Regions from separate parts of the Mus musculus genome. Here regions 2 and 3 are each linked to region 1. Evidence: chromatin contacts called from public promoter capture Hi-C data. All regions are on one chromosome and are shown on one strand. The core of a region is the stretch at or near the end of the contact, and the rest is flanking DNA. Distances in the headings are between cores, read along the strand shown. Region 1 holds the start of Mgll (monoglyceride lipase). Region 2 has its middle 13 kb from the start of Klf15. Region 3 holds the start of Uroc1 (urocanase domain containing 1).

Evidence for each region. Promoter capture Hi-C pulls out the DNA fragments that hold promoters and counts their contacts.
Region 2: a contact with region 1 is called in a promoter capture Hi-C map of liver, with 3 times the contacts expected there. The contact joins the enhancer-like site here to the promoter of Mgll in region 1. A contact is called at or near these places in 6 of 39 promoter capture datasets (the 3T3-L1 cell line, 3T3-L1-derived adipocytes, hippocampal neurons and 2 more) and 1 of 115 datasets of contacts at active chromatin or transcription factors (kidney).
Region 3: a promoter capture Hi-C map of liver shows a contact between it and region 1, with 2.2 times the contacts expected there. The contact joins the promoter of Uroc1 here to the promoter of Mgll in region 1. A contact is called at or near these places in 3 of 39 promoter capture datasets (embryonic stem cells and liver).

Annotation. Positions count from the first base shown.
Region 1 is chr6:88,721,704-88,726,390 of GRCm38.p6, forward strand. Mgll (monoglyceride lipase) reads left to right here and starts at 2,709. Exons shown (of 8, transcript NM_011844.4): 1 at 2,709-2,868; 2 at 3,998-4,142. The coding sequence starts at 4,018. Gm26588 (a long non-coding RNA gene) reads right to left here. Exons shown (of 5, transcript XR_377840.3): 3 at 12-124.
Region 2 is chr6:90,447,703-90,452,389 of GRCm38.p6, forward strand. No RefSeq gene overlaps it. Among named protein-coding and RNA genes, the nearest start is that of Klf15, 13 kb to the right of the region's middle. Within about 2 kb of position 2,674, at least 36 of the 459 cell types and tissues checked have an H3K27ac peak or open chromatin away from gene starts, as enhancers often do. A contact at or near this core is called in 3T3-L1-derived adipocytes, kidney and liver, where this site is marked.
Region 3 is chr6:90,331,287-90,335,973 of GRCm38.p6, forward strand. Uroc1 (urocanase domain containing 1) reads left to right here and starts at 2,003. Exons shown (of 20, transcript NM_144940.2): 1 at 2,003-2,158. The coding sequence starts at 2,033.

The DNA of each region.
Region 1 (4,687 bases), core at 1,459-3,958:
GATGGAAATACCTTTTCTTGATTGTATAAATCCAATGTTATTCTGGGTATGGCGGCACTTAGGATGCAGACAGGTAAATATCTATGAGTTCCAAGCCATACGGTGCTAGAGAGTAGGACCCTGTCTCAAAAAAATAAAATAAAATAAAAAGTAAATCTAATAGCATTATGATATTGTTCTGTGTTTCTGAAAGAAGAAGTTGCCATTACAAGCAACTAGCTTAGTTTCTCTCTTCCTTTTCCGGGGACTTACTGTGATGGGTAAGGAAATCTCCATTTTGTGCTAGGCACCCATTCTAAATTCCTAAAAGATAAGCTTCAACAACTCTGACTCCTTGTCCCCCCTCCTCAAAACTGTAAAACTGCTGTGAGATAATTCACTTCCTACTCTGGCTTTTGTATCCCATGTATCGCTTTTGCCAGGGCATGGGACAGCTCCTTTAAGGTTGTCTACAGAGGGAGACAAACAGATCCACAGCTGCAAGGACTGAAAGCAGTTTCTCCCTCAGCTACACACTGCACACAAATGAGACGTTTACAGTGCTCACCTTTACAAACCCTTCCTCTACCACTCCTGTGTGGCATGGCCTAATTTGGCTTTTAGGCTGTCGACCTGCTAGCAGTAACTAATAAATTCATTTAATTATAATTTGGTTTAAACCTATGGTCTTTCCCCGGTGGATTTGAATGCTACTGTTGCTGAGGATGGCAGAGAGCTCATGGCCTCTAGGGATGGCTTATCTCATTCCCTGAAGAGCCAGACTACAGGAATCACACAAGGCTCTACTCTCTTAACTCTCTCTCTGATCAAGCGGGAGCAACTCTAGATTCAGGGGAGACTCTGTTGACAGCTCAAGGGACCGTTCTTCTCAAAACTCTCAAACCATTGAAAGTCACAAAACACCAGTGCTAGGAACATTCAAACCCGTGGCTTCAGGACCCTGCTACCCTTGCTCTCAGTAAACCACAGCTGAAGTGAATAGTAAGGATACTGTTAAGGCCCAGTCCAGCTTTGAGAACAGGCTCCCAGTCCTTCGCCTGAGCTTGCTTACCCTAATCCTGACCTGCCAGGAAATACAAAATCAACTCCAAGAAGTCATTTAGCCACTCCTTCTGTGTCCAAGCCCTGGAGACCTGCCTAAGGCAGAGGGTGAGCTAGGTCCTTCTGCATGGCCTGCAACCAATCTGTCTTTCAGAGACCCCTTTTACCATTCAAGTCAAGTTAGATTGCAGCCTCACCTTAGGTGGACACTACCACTGTGCTGCCCTGACAATGATACTATTCAACCCTGCTATTTTGCAAAGTGGTTGGCCAAGAAGAAAGCCCTGGAAAGCCTGAGGAGATGGGTGTGGGTTGGGGTCATCCTTCCTCTGCAGCTGTCACTCACAGGTGGCAGGCATAGGACACAGTGGACAGGCTGTAAATTTAGTGCTGGATTCCAGACTCCACAGCCACATAGGCAGCTGTGCTAGTGGGACCTGGATCCTGGGGCACCTAGGGGAAATGGTTTCATGCAGTGTGTGTGTGTGTGTGTGTGTGTGTGTTTGCTTGCAGTATGTCTGCTTCCTTCTCAGAGCTCTAAGCGCTTGTGCGTGAATGTCACGCATCTTTAGCTCTCTGGGTGTATATGGTGTGTTGTTTTTCTCTGTTGTGAACAAAAACATGGGGAAAGGAGCTACTTCTGCTGCTGAGGCGGAAAACTAAAGGGAAGCTGTGTCTGCTGAGATTAGCTGGCTGATTAAAGTTTCAGTACTATGGAGAGGTTGGAATGTTCCAGGTCCAGAGGCAAATTACTTTATTTTGGGCTAAGTTCGGGCCCTCAGGAACAGCCATTTCTTTCTTGCCCCTCTTTGTTAGAACTAACTTCTTGAGGCAATAGATGAACACTGTTTAACTATTGATTTAACACGATAGTTAGCTTCTACAAATCCAAAAGTTAGCAATGCTATCAGATAGCATTTTGAGCCTATAGGAACACTTTCCCATTTCACTGTTACCTGACTCTCTGTTGTACCCACCAATGTATTTTAAACTTGCCTTGATATACGGCTTTATCTGTTCTGTAAAACTATTTTAAAAACAAAACAAAACAAAACAAAAACCAAAAAAACCCAAAAAACTTCCCGAAACTGCTTTCACATAGGAACATGGAATTAGGGGTAACTTAAATCTGTGTTTCCAGCTCATGGTCATTCAAAATGGCTCCAGAATAATCTTTTCCCCTGTAAGATGAGAGCTGTGGTTTCTGCGCTGACACTCACTGTGTGTGTGGTGTGTTGTTTTTATCTGTGTGCATGGTGTCTAGGGCGTGTGCGTCCATGCTGTGTGTTTGTATTCATGTAGTAACTGTGACATTCACTTGTACCTCTGTGTGTAGTTTGTATCTGGGGAAGGGTCCTGAGGATGTGTCCTTGTGGGTGTGCCTACACCTGTGCTATCTGAATGTGGGTCTCGCACGTGTGCAACTGTAAACATGTGCATGCAGTTCTAGTGAGCGTGTTTCTGCTCCGGGGACCAGTGTGAGGGTCTGTGTTCTCGACTGTGCGCATGGGCTGGAAGGGCCCCATAATTCGGTTCAGTGCCCCGTGAAGGTCCCCCACGCGGCCAGGAAAAGCGCGAGGCAGGTCGGCGGGCGATGCCCCGCTCCTCCCCGGGGGCCGGGCACACGTGGGGCCCCGGCGCCGCCTCCCCGCGCGTCCCCACCCAGCGGGCCGCCCCCGCCGCCGAGCGGCTGGGGATAAAGTGGCGGCGCAGACGCCGCGCCCTATCGCTGCGCAGCCGGCCGCGCGCAGTAGTCTGGCTCTAGCCCGCCGCAGACCCGGACCCGCGTGGTGCTCGGGGAACGTGACAGCGGCGCTCGTGGCCCGGGTAACTGCCTCCCGCCCCTGCCTCAGGATAGGAGCCGCCGCCAGGGGTCCCCTGCGCGCGTGTGCGTGCGCACGAGTGTGCGCGCGTGTCAGCGTGTGCGCGTGAACGCGCCCCTCGCGCCCTCGCACCAACCCCCAAACAGACTTGTGCCCGTCAACTGCATCTTCCCAGACCGGTGTGGGAACAACGGCCAGGTCCACGTCCTGTGTGGCGTGCCGATGACAGCCGCGAGGTTTCCTTCCCTAAGCGGTCGCGGGCGGGCAAGAGGCAAAGTTTGTCGGAGAATCGGGGTGACTTTGCTCGGGGACCCGCATCTGCGCGAATGCGCGGTGCCGCGGAGCGCGTCTCGCAGCAGCTCCGGGCTGGGGACCGGCTGTCCCTCGCTCCCGGAACCCCTTCAGGGGTGTGTTCTGGAAAAGTGGCGACATGAGCTAGAGCTGGAGCAGCAGGAGGGAGCAACTCGCACCCCTGCAGCCCAGGCGGGGAGGGCGCGGACCCCGTGGTGCTGCCCTGCGGCCGCGATGAGGGAACAGCCCTCGTTTGCCTGGCGCTGATACTCGAGGCTGTGGCGGTAGTGGAATGCAAAAGCCAAGACTAATGGAAACAGGTTTGTCATGGCATCTTTGGCATTCAGAAGGGAAAAATCGCTTGGGGCGCGTCACCTACTTATTATGCCCCCTGAAACCCGCACAGTGGAGATTTTAGGAGAGATGGGTCCTTGCAGCTGGGGCTTTGTACCCACGGAACTGACTGTAATTTCCGCTTGATTACAGCTAAAATAGTCTTTAAGATGAAGTTTCCTGAGATGATTTAAAATAAACACAGATGGGAGGGGGGCTATACTGAGGCACTTTAAAAAAATAAAGTGAGCATTTTCTTAAGGACAAACAGGACTTTTCAATCTTGAAGGGGTTTGCAAGAGATGTATGTAATTTTAAAATATATATATCAAATTGGGGTTTGGTGGGGTTTTTTTTGTTTGTTTGTTTTGTTTTTTGTTTTTTGTTTTTTGTTTAATTGCCTAGAAAAGAAGCCACAGCCACAGTCCTGACTCAAAAAAGGCTTTCTTTCCTCCCATATGGACATAAGTGTATTTCTGACTTTAGAATATGTCCACCTTTCTTCCAAGGGCCTAAAGACCCCTGCAGGATGCCTGAGGCAAGTTCACCCAGGCGAACTCCACAGAATGTTCCCTACCAGGACCTGCCTCACCTGGTCAATGCAGACGGACAGTACCTCTTTTGTAGATACTGGAAGCCCAGTGGCACACCCAAGTAAGTCCTCTCCTCTTCGTCCTCCTTCATCGCACCTGCTCCTCCTCCTCCTCCGTCATCATGAGGGCCACCCTTTCCGTGACCTGCCTCTCATGTCACTGACACCCCTGGCACAGCGGTGTTAGCAAAGTTGTGAGCTATACTTTATGCTTTTCTTTAAAATGACGGCTCAAGAGTTCTCTTTTCACTACAACTAGGATAGGAGTCCACTGTCTGGCAGTTTTCAAAGATTCATATGACTTTTTTTTTTGTACCAGAATTGATTCCCTGTTGCAAGCATTTATTTAAAAGCAAACCCAACAATTTAAAAAAAAAAAAAAGCCAGCGAATGCATAAGAAAACTAAAATTATATGTGCGCGTATCTGTCTTTTTAACCTCTGCTGTGTGCTCCTGCTTAGTTCTGAGCTTCAGAGATGACACCCAGCTAGCTGGGAGGAGAGGGGCCTGGGGTCTCCTTCTGGTTTCTCGCCAGCTCAGTGACTTTCCTATCCAGGATCTGCCTTGCTGCTGGAGACAGACTGGGGCTGTGCCCAGCCCCGCAGCT
Region 2 (4,687 bases), core at 1,424-3,923, 1.7 Mb after region 1:
AACTGATCTCTAAGCAGACTTGGTGTATCTGGAGACATACTCCAAAATTGCTCCGCATCCTGAATGTCCAGTGTCTTAGGAACCCATAACTCTTTGTCCCTTCTCCAGGGTCCTCTCCACTGTCCTCTCCTGCCTGTGACTGGTCTGTCTCCAGAGCTATCCTGCCTGTTCCTCCAGCCAGTGTTCCACTGGGCAGTTCTGTGTAGGCAGCTACCCTTCCTTTCCACATTCCCAGATGATGACTTAGAGATGGGAAGGGGCCTCCCCTGGACTCATTTTTCCCCGAATGACCCGTGGGGCAGCCCACCAGTAGAGTCAAGTGGTAACCTCTACTCATCTCCTGTCAGCTCACCTTTCTGATGGCCAGGATTCTATTTTCTTTACAACTAGTATGTCTTATATGGGAGGCGTTGTGATCTTCCTTTTTAAGAACCTGGGCTCTGGTTTCCAAGAACCCAGGTTCAAATCCTAGCTCTGTATTCTTCTACCTGTGGGGCTTACGGTGAGTTACTTAACTCTCTGTGCTGCCTGCAGTAGATGAGAACAATTCTTCACTGGGCTATGTGAGCTGACCCTCCTCAAGCACTTGGAGCAGAGCCAGCGAGGTGAGCAGTGGTCCTGCTAAGGAACCTGGTGAGGATCCAGCCTGAGGTTTCCCTCCCTCAAATGTCCTTAGCACTTGATAGACACCCCCACCACTAGCCTCCTGGTTCTACCCACCTTCTCCATGTTCTGCTGCTGGTAAGTCAGCTCAAGAGATCTTCAGAAGATCTACGTTGGAGCACATCATCACCCAGTAGCCTCCATTCAACTTGAGTCACATCCTCCCTTGGGCCCACAAGGTCCAGCATCTACTCTTATTGTCCTTGGGCTGCAGCCAGCCACACCAGCATCTTCGATGCTTCTTAATCACACCAGACTCACTACCCCAAGACCTTTGCTATGCCTGCTGCCTCCTCCTCAGCCTCGACACTTTCTGGACAAGTCTTCTCCTATCAACGTGTTTGGAGTCATTGTCCACATCCCTATCCTGGCTCCACAGTGTCATCATCATCCTGTCTTGTGTCTTTCTCATTTCTGTCCCTTCTGACACACACATGCCTGGCTATCTGGGACACATGGAGGCAGCCCTGCTAATGTACCTTCTCGTGTAACTCAATGGTAGACACAGTTGCCTTCCACATTCTCTAATGGGACAGATACCCCTACAGCCTGTAGCATGGCTGAATTGGGAGTCTCATATGCTATAACCTGGCAATTCAGATGCCCTGACTTCGAAGAGCCTCTGTAGGGTAGGACTGAGTACTACTCAACTGTCCACACTGGGGCTGGACCTAAAACAGGACTACATTTGATAGGCAGTGGGGGTGAGGTGGGCTCTGCACCTCAACCCTTCCCTGCCCACAGACACATACCCCAGCACAGAGGCTGAAGGCCACAGACCTCACTTTCCTTAGAGCTCTTGATGTTAAAGACTGCAGACATTTCTGACCTCTCAACAGAGGCAAAATGCCCAACGCTTTGAATCAGCCAGAGGCATGGAAGGGAGCCCTAGTCAGGAGGGGAATAGGTGAAGGGCCATGCCAGGTGACTGCACATACCCCTCAAAGAATGGGGGGACATCCCTGCACTGTGCCACCGTGATCTCCAGGAATGTAAAAGGAATGGGAGCTGGCTCAGAGCCACAGTGCATTCTGATGCTACTTGGGCAGAAGAGTCAGCAGCCATTTAACCTACTTCTGCCTCAGGGACCCTCACAACAAGATTCCTGGATCATTTGTTGTTGATGTATACCACAGCGCACATGCAGAGGTCAGAGGATTTCTCCTCCCAACTTTATGTGGTGGATTCCAGAAATCAAAGACAGATTTCCAGACTTCCATAGACCCATCTCCCCGGACCCCACTGGTTAGTTGGTTGTTTTGAGACAGGGTTCCATACTGTAGACCAGGCTGGCCTCCAACTCAGACACATCCTGCTGCTGCCTCCTGGTCTCTCCTCTCTCCAAACCTGCCAGATGCGGCAAAAGCCTCATGTCTGATTTTTTTTAATTAGGTATTTTCTTCATTTACATTTCAAATGCTATCCCAAAAGTCCCCCATACCCTCCCCCACCCACTCCCCTACCCACTCACTCCCACTTCTTGGCCCTGGCGTTCCCCTGTACTGGGGCATATAAAGTTTGCAAAACCAAGGGCCTCTCTTCCCAATGATGGCCAACTAAGCCATCTTCTGCTACATATGCAGCTAGAGACATGAGCTCTGGGGGTAATGGTTAGTTCATATTGGTGTTCCACCTATAGGGTTGCAGACCCTTTTAGCTCCTTGAGTACTTTCTCTAGCTCCTCCATTGGGGGCCCTGTGATCCATCCAATAGCTGACTGTGAGCATCCACTTCTGTGTTTGCTAGGCCCCCGCATAGCCTCACAAGAGACAGCTATATCCGGGTCCTTTCAGCAAAATCTTGCTAGTGTATGCAATGGTGTCTGCGTTTGGAGGCTGATTTTGGGATGGATCCCCGGGTGAGGCATCTAGATGGTCCATCCTTTCGTCTCAGCTCCAAACTTTGTCTCTGTAACTCCTTCCATGGTTGTTCGTGTCTGATCTTAAGAGGGCAGACTTACTGCTTGTTTGTTGCAGCAAATGGAATGCCAGCAGGAGGCGCTAGTGAAGTGAGCATGGGTCCTCCCTCAGGACTGCTGCCCAGAAATGGTCTGAATATCCGCACTGGACAGTCTCATTAACGAGAACATGCAAGACATGTTACAATCACTGGGTCTTAAAATGGACATGCTTGGGGTCTGGGGAGATGGGTCTGTGGAAGGCTGGAAATCTGTCTTTGATTTCTGGAATCCACCACATAAAGTTGGGAGGAGAAATCCTCTGACCTCCGCATGTGCGCTGTGGTATACATGTGCACCCTCCTCCCTTAATAATAACAGTACATTTTTCTTAATGGACACACTTTTCAGGCCAGCATCTCAAGGGAATGACCCCTGTGCTAGCCTTGACAGTATGGGCAGAGGAGGTGGTCTTTTCTTGTGTACCCTCTCATGACGCACTGAGTGACTGAGTCTCATAGAACCACTCCTGCTCTGGAAGCCAGCTCATGTGTCACCACCCTGGCAGCTAGAGCGCTGGCAGGGTCCTCTGGAGCCCACAGTGAGCCACCGCTGCTCCCTGGTGTCCTCCTCGGGCTCCACCCACACTGGCACAAGCTTTGTCCTTTGAGCCAGCCTTGCCTAGGGACCTTTGCACACCCTAGGCTCCCAGCCAGGACTCCTCTAGCTGGACCCTCTCTCAGCCTGGGAAGGTGCTTGAACCCTGTAGGTCTCAAAAGTCCATTCTAAGAAACCTCAGTCATGTTCTGTCCCATCCTGTCCGTCTTCATTCCTGACAGACAGGCTAACCAATAAGTGAGGGCTTGAGAGAGCTATGCTGGTCTGCTAGACTGTCCTTCCTCTCTCCAGGCTGAGGCAGGGTTTTACATGTGGCTCTATAGAACCCGGCTCTCCTCCACTATCATTCTCTGATCTCCATGCCCAGAGACTGAGAATCAAGGTGCCTACTCAAGTACTGCTTCCCTTTGGTTTGTCTTCACCCCTGGGGTTCTGACCCTGGTTCTCAGCCTCAGCAGTCCAGGCCATTACCTTGCAAGGTACCAAGTCCTTCAACCTAACAGTTACAGCTGGGTGCCACTGGTGACACATCTGTCCTGGAAGTAGAAGGATCTTGTCTCTCTCTGCAATCTGGACTGTATCCCTGCACACGCCTTTGCTCTTTCATGCTCTTTAGATTCTCAGTACCTTGTCTGAGACCTAGGGAGTGACACCTGTCCTGTAGTACAAGGTACAAACTGAGAGCCTAAGGGAAGGCCAGTACTCACTACCCTAATCGTGGTGAATTAAATAGCCACCATCTCAGGATGGCCTGGAATGCTGTATCCTCTTTCCTCTGCCTCTGGCTGTGTGGTCACAGGATGCCGCACAGAGACCCGACACGTCATAAGATCAGTGGGAAGGACTGGGAGCCAGGACTGGCCAGTCTGTGCAGGTGAGGTCCTGACTTGACCTAGGCTGGGATAAAATTCCAGCTGCTCAGAAATTTCAGGTTTGATCACACCGTCTCTGGGAGTGAAGAAGCCAATACCTTGTGGGGTGACAATGGGACCATGCACATACAGGACCTTGATGCAGAGGAATTTTTCTAAGCAGATACCAAAGGCAGGATCATAGCAGTATTTAGCTTTAGAAATGTAAACAAATTCTGCCATTTCAAAAGCATGTTGGCGGCTGAGCGTGGTAGCACATGCCTTTAATCCCAGCACTCGGGAGGCAGAGGCAGGCAGATTTCTGAGTTCGAGGCCAGCCTGGTCTACAAAATGAGCCAGGGTTACACAGAGAAACCCTGTCTCAAAAAACAAACAAACAAACAAAAAGCATGTTGGACACAGATAAGACTGGGTTTAAGCATCTTTCCCAAGCAAACAATTCATATGCTTGGTAAGAGAAAGTGTCTGGATACCAGATCTGCAGGGGGTGCACACGGGTCCTCCCCAGGGGCTCACAGTGTTAGTCAAGAACAAATAAGCACCTGGGAACCTGCATCCAGCAATTATAGGATCACAGAGCAATATAGTGTCGTGTTTTCCCATGGGACCAGCAGCTAGCTGTCACTTTTCATCAAAT
Region 3 (4,687 bases), core at 753-3,252, 1.6 Mb after region 1:
GAAAGAGAGCTAGAGATAAATATGGAAGAGTTTAGTATAAGGAAAGGAAGTAGGAAAATCTTGTATTCATATTATAATCTCAAAAATAAAAGAAGTAGGGGCTGGTGAGATGGTTCAGCAGGTAAGAGCAACCGACTACTCTTCCGAAGGTCCTGAGTTCAAATCCCAGCAACCACATGGTGGCTTACAACCATCCCCAACGAGATCTGACTCCCTCTTCTGGTGTGTCTGAAGACAGCTACAGTGTACTTACATATAATAAATTAAAAATAAATAAATAAATAAATAATAAAAGAAGTAATAAAAAGTAAGTTTACTTTAAAGTGACACGTAAAATATAATGTGTATGTATTTAAGTACCATTACTTAATATTTTCAATATATCTTACATATTGATGTATTAAGTTAAATATTTCTGTGTACACAAACTCATATTTAAGGTGAAAAGAAATGATATGCACTTTTATACTTTGTCAAAATTTTTTTAAAAAATGCACAATGTGAAAAAAAATTCTAGGACTGAAACTCAAGGGTAGATGGATGATTAGCATATCCCTGGAACAAAAAATAAAAAATAAAAAAATAATTAAAAATAAAAAATAAATTTAAAGAAAAAGGAAACCTAATCAGAAGCACACAAACTCGGGGTAGCATGTTACTTTATTCACCTGTGTACCATGAAGGATTTGGGTGTCAGCTGAATAGAAGGCATTCAGGATGAGTTGTGAGAGTTGTGGACCCTTCTGGACTTTGTGAGTGTTGTGGACCCTGTGGGCTTCTTGGTACCCTGGGGGTCCCTTCATAGGAGCCTTGTGAATCCTTCCTTAGGGACTTTGTGGGACTCTTTACACTGTCATGACTGGTGGCATCTGTCAATGGTGATTAACCCCACCTCCACCTCTCCCCTCCCTGGGATTCCCTGGAAAACAAGTGACTTCTGGGGCTATCCAGGAGTCACAAGACCGGCTCCCAAGGATGCAAAAATACTCTCACCACAAGGCCACCCAGAATGCCCCCTGGTGTCCCCAGACGCAGGACTGCAGACAGAGACAGATCTGCTTTTCTAATTGTGCTATAGAACGTCTTGTTGATGTCTTCACACCACTCCCGCATGTACACTGGACTCTTAAGCACAGATGCCATTTCAGTGGTGTCTCCATCCAACTGTGGGGTCCCAAGTCTCCAATATGAACTTCACTCATAACCAGCTCCAGGACTTCAGGAAGTCTCCTTGCCTCTCTGACCTCAGTTTCCTTTTCAGTGACATGGGACTGGAGTTCTGAGGGCCAGCACAAGTGCCAGCCACCTCATGTACTGCTCTAAGTGACCAATGGTTCACCTTCCCACTCTGCCAAAGGCCGGGTGACATGACCTTTTTCTGCAGATGGAGGAGTAGGTCACCACCCACCTGTGTACACAGGGACAGAGCAAAGGGCATGAAGTTGGCCAGGAGTGGACATTTACCAGGATCACTGGGACTCAATGGTGGACCTTTCCTGGCTAGGGGCGGGGGGAAGTGACACCTAGCATTGGCCTTTGGTCCAAGGCCAGGATGTGGAGAAAGGCTTTTATGCAGAGCTGTTAATGATTAGAGGTTGCTGGGGGCATGGAAAGCTGTAACCACACCTACCTTCCCCTTCTTGCTCAAGTGTCAGGGAAATGGAATACAAGGGACTTGCTTCTGTAGAGCTTGAGCCAGGTTCAATGTCACATGACTGCCCACCATCAATATTCCAACATTGCCACTTTTTAGACCCCCTCTAAGATTGGAAAAAACCTCACCCTCAAAGCCTACCAGCACCCCAAACTCATACCCATCTAACTTGGGTATGACCCCAAGGAGTTTCTCCTCTGGCAAGTAACACTCAGGCAACCAACCTATCAGGCAGTGATCCAAATGACCTGCCCCTTATGCCCTCTCTGGACCCAATGAGGGGCTGGAGGAGGTGGCCCTGGGGCTGTCCCCACCCTGCTTGCCCCTGACTACCCAGTCAGTCACTTCATACTTGCCTCCACCTCAGCTTCTGCAGACATGTCCAGCCTCCAGGAACTGTGCTCTGGTCTGCCCCTACGACCCCTTCCTGAGAACCGGGGTCGCTGGGCTGGGGTGCCACATGCTCCGGTTAGAACTCCGAACCTCAGCCCTGAAGAAGAGCAGGTAACAACTGCTACCCAGTCCTCTGGGGCTCTGGGGCCCTTTGGTACCTTTTAGGTGGCCAAGGTGGCTGGATACCCCTCTTTCTTTCCACATATTAGCTGTCCCTGTCCCTACCAGCTCCCAGCGAAGGGTGAGGGGGTGTGTCAGCATCTATCAGACTGACATTCTTCAGGTGAAGCCACACCTTAAGACTCGGAATTGGGGCTCCCACTTCCAGATGAGGACACTGGGGCTCAAGGTCACCCAAACAGTCTGTGGTGGTGGTGCTGCAGCCACCTCTGGTGAGGAACAGGAAGAGGCAGGGTGTGAAGTGGCCCTAGCTCAGCACCTTCGCATGAACCTTGTCCAGCTCCAAACACTGAGTGACCCTTGTGTCCTCTGCAACAGTTTTTCTTTGCCCCTACCCCAAAACCTCCCGTTGACTGCAGCTGTGTCCATTAAGGACACAGAAGTGCAGGGAAGGATGACAGTTCAGGTAGCCCCTCACCTGGTGGCTCCCTTTGCACAAGGGATTTAGGCCAAAGAGCTTTCCAAGCTGCCAGACTGAAGTAAGTCCCTGAGCCATGAGAGGCTGCTTTTCTGAAAGACACTGAAGTACAAAAGCTAAATAAAATGCCCTACTACCACCCTCACCCACAGACTGCTGTTCTGGGGAACACCACTCCTGGGCTTTTCCAGAGCTGCCCACAGTCAGGGAGCATGTTTCAGAGCTGCTGGGGTAGGACACTGGTGGACAGGAGCCAGGAATGAGAGCAAACAAAGAAATGAACTGAGGGTCCTAGAAAATGGGGTAGCACCGGGCAAGACAGGGCTGGTGCTGGAGAGGAGCCTACGGTAGAAGGACTGGGGTGGTGGTCACCTTGTCTTATCATTTGACCTGTCTCTTCTGCTGAGCTCATGTCTCTGCTGTGGTTAATGTTCTTCCTCCTTGGCACCAGTGCCTTGAGTAGCCACAAGAGCTGGGAAGGCTCTGTTGCTCCAAGGGCCTCTGCTGACACCCCTGTGGCTGGATGATGGTGATTAACCTCCACAGTGTTTTGTGGTAGCAGAAGGGCAGCCAGGAACTGAGAAATCGGGCCCCTTTGGTTTTATTCCTGTACGTCACCCTGTGTTTGAAGAGTACAACAAACATCCTTAAAGGAGAGGTGACTTGCAGATCTGAGGAGTTAGAGTTAGGAAGTGACTTAGTCTTCCCACTATGATGAAGTCCCAAAATTTAGTGAAAGCTTCTCTTTCGTTGACTTGCTTTCCATTTGGGGTGTGTGTGTGTGTGTGTGTGTGTGTGTGTGTGCTTACATGTGCACACATGTATACATATGTGGTTGTGTGTGTTCCTGTGTGTCTATGTGCTTACACACACATATATATGTGTACAAATGTGGTTGCATGTATTCCTGGGTGTTTGTCTGTGTCTCCATTATGTGTTTGCACATGCCCACACATGTGTGGATGTGTGGGTATACATGTGGGGTTGCATGTGTTCACGCAGGCGCGCATGCGTGCTTGTGTGCATGCGTGAGTGTGTGTGTGTGTGTGTGTGTGTGTGTGTGTGTGTGTGTGTGTTCAGGTGTGCGTACTTTCCACACCTTCACACTACTCATTCTTTCACTGTTCAGACAGACTCGGGCTTCAGTCCTTGCTTTTCTTTGGCAGCTCTCCATTTACATGAGGAGCGTCCCCTATTATACTTTAGTCAGTGAACACTCAGCACAGGCCTGGTGAACCTTCACACTGTGCCTCACAAGGGGAGCAGTTCTGCTGTTAGAAGCACTCTCCCCTGTGTGCAGTTTCTCTCAGAGACCTTTTCTCCCAAGTCCTGTCTCATCCACCGCAGCTGAGCCCTTCACAATGGTGGGCCTGGATGCCTGTCACTATCAACACACTATCCTGAGAGGCCTTTAACATGGCGGGTCTGCATGGTGGTCTGCCTACATACCATCCTGAGCTTGTTGGCTGGGGGCTCTCCTGCGGTGGTCTCTGGGGTCCAGCAACACCAGCATGTGCTCACTGAATGCATGAACAAGAACATTTGCTAAGAGGCCAACCCCACATCCTACAAGGCACATAGGAGGACTTCTGGGCAGAGGTGGCTATGGAAGCTTGGACAAGGATTCTATGAGGGAAAGAAGGGCTGTGTGGAGACAATAGAAACAGTACATTGAAAGGCAGAGATGGGCCTTCCAAGGTGGAGGAGACTCCATGCAAGTAGAGCTGGGAGCAGAACTTGGAGCTCCAAATGCAGCATGACTGGAGAAGATCCAGTATGCCAAGGACCCTGCGAGTGTCACAAGATAGGCAGTGGGAGCCGAGCGTGGTGGCACACGCCTTTAATCCCAGCACTCAGGAGGCAGAGGCAGGCAGATTTCTGAGTTCGAGGCCAGCCTGATCTACAAAGTGAGTTCCAGGACAGCCAGAGTTATACAGAGAAACCTTGTCTCAAAAAACAAAAAACGAACAAAAAAAAGATAGGCAGTGGAGGATCTTCAAAGGTTTTTGAGTAGGTGCATGGCTTGGGTGCTTAACATGACT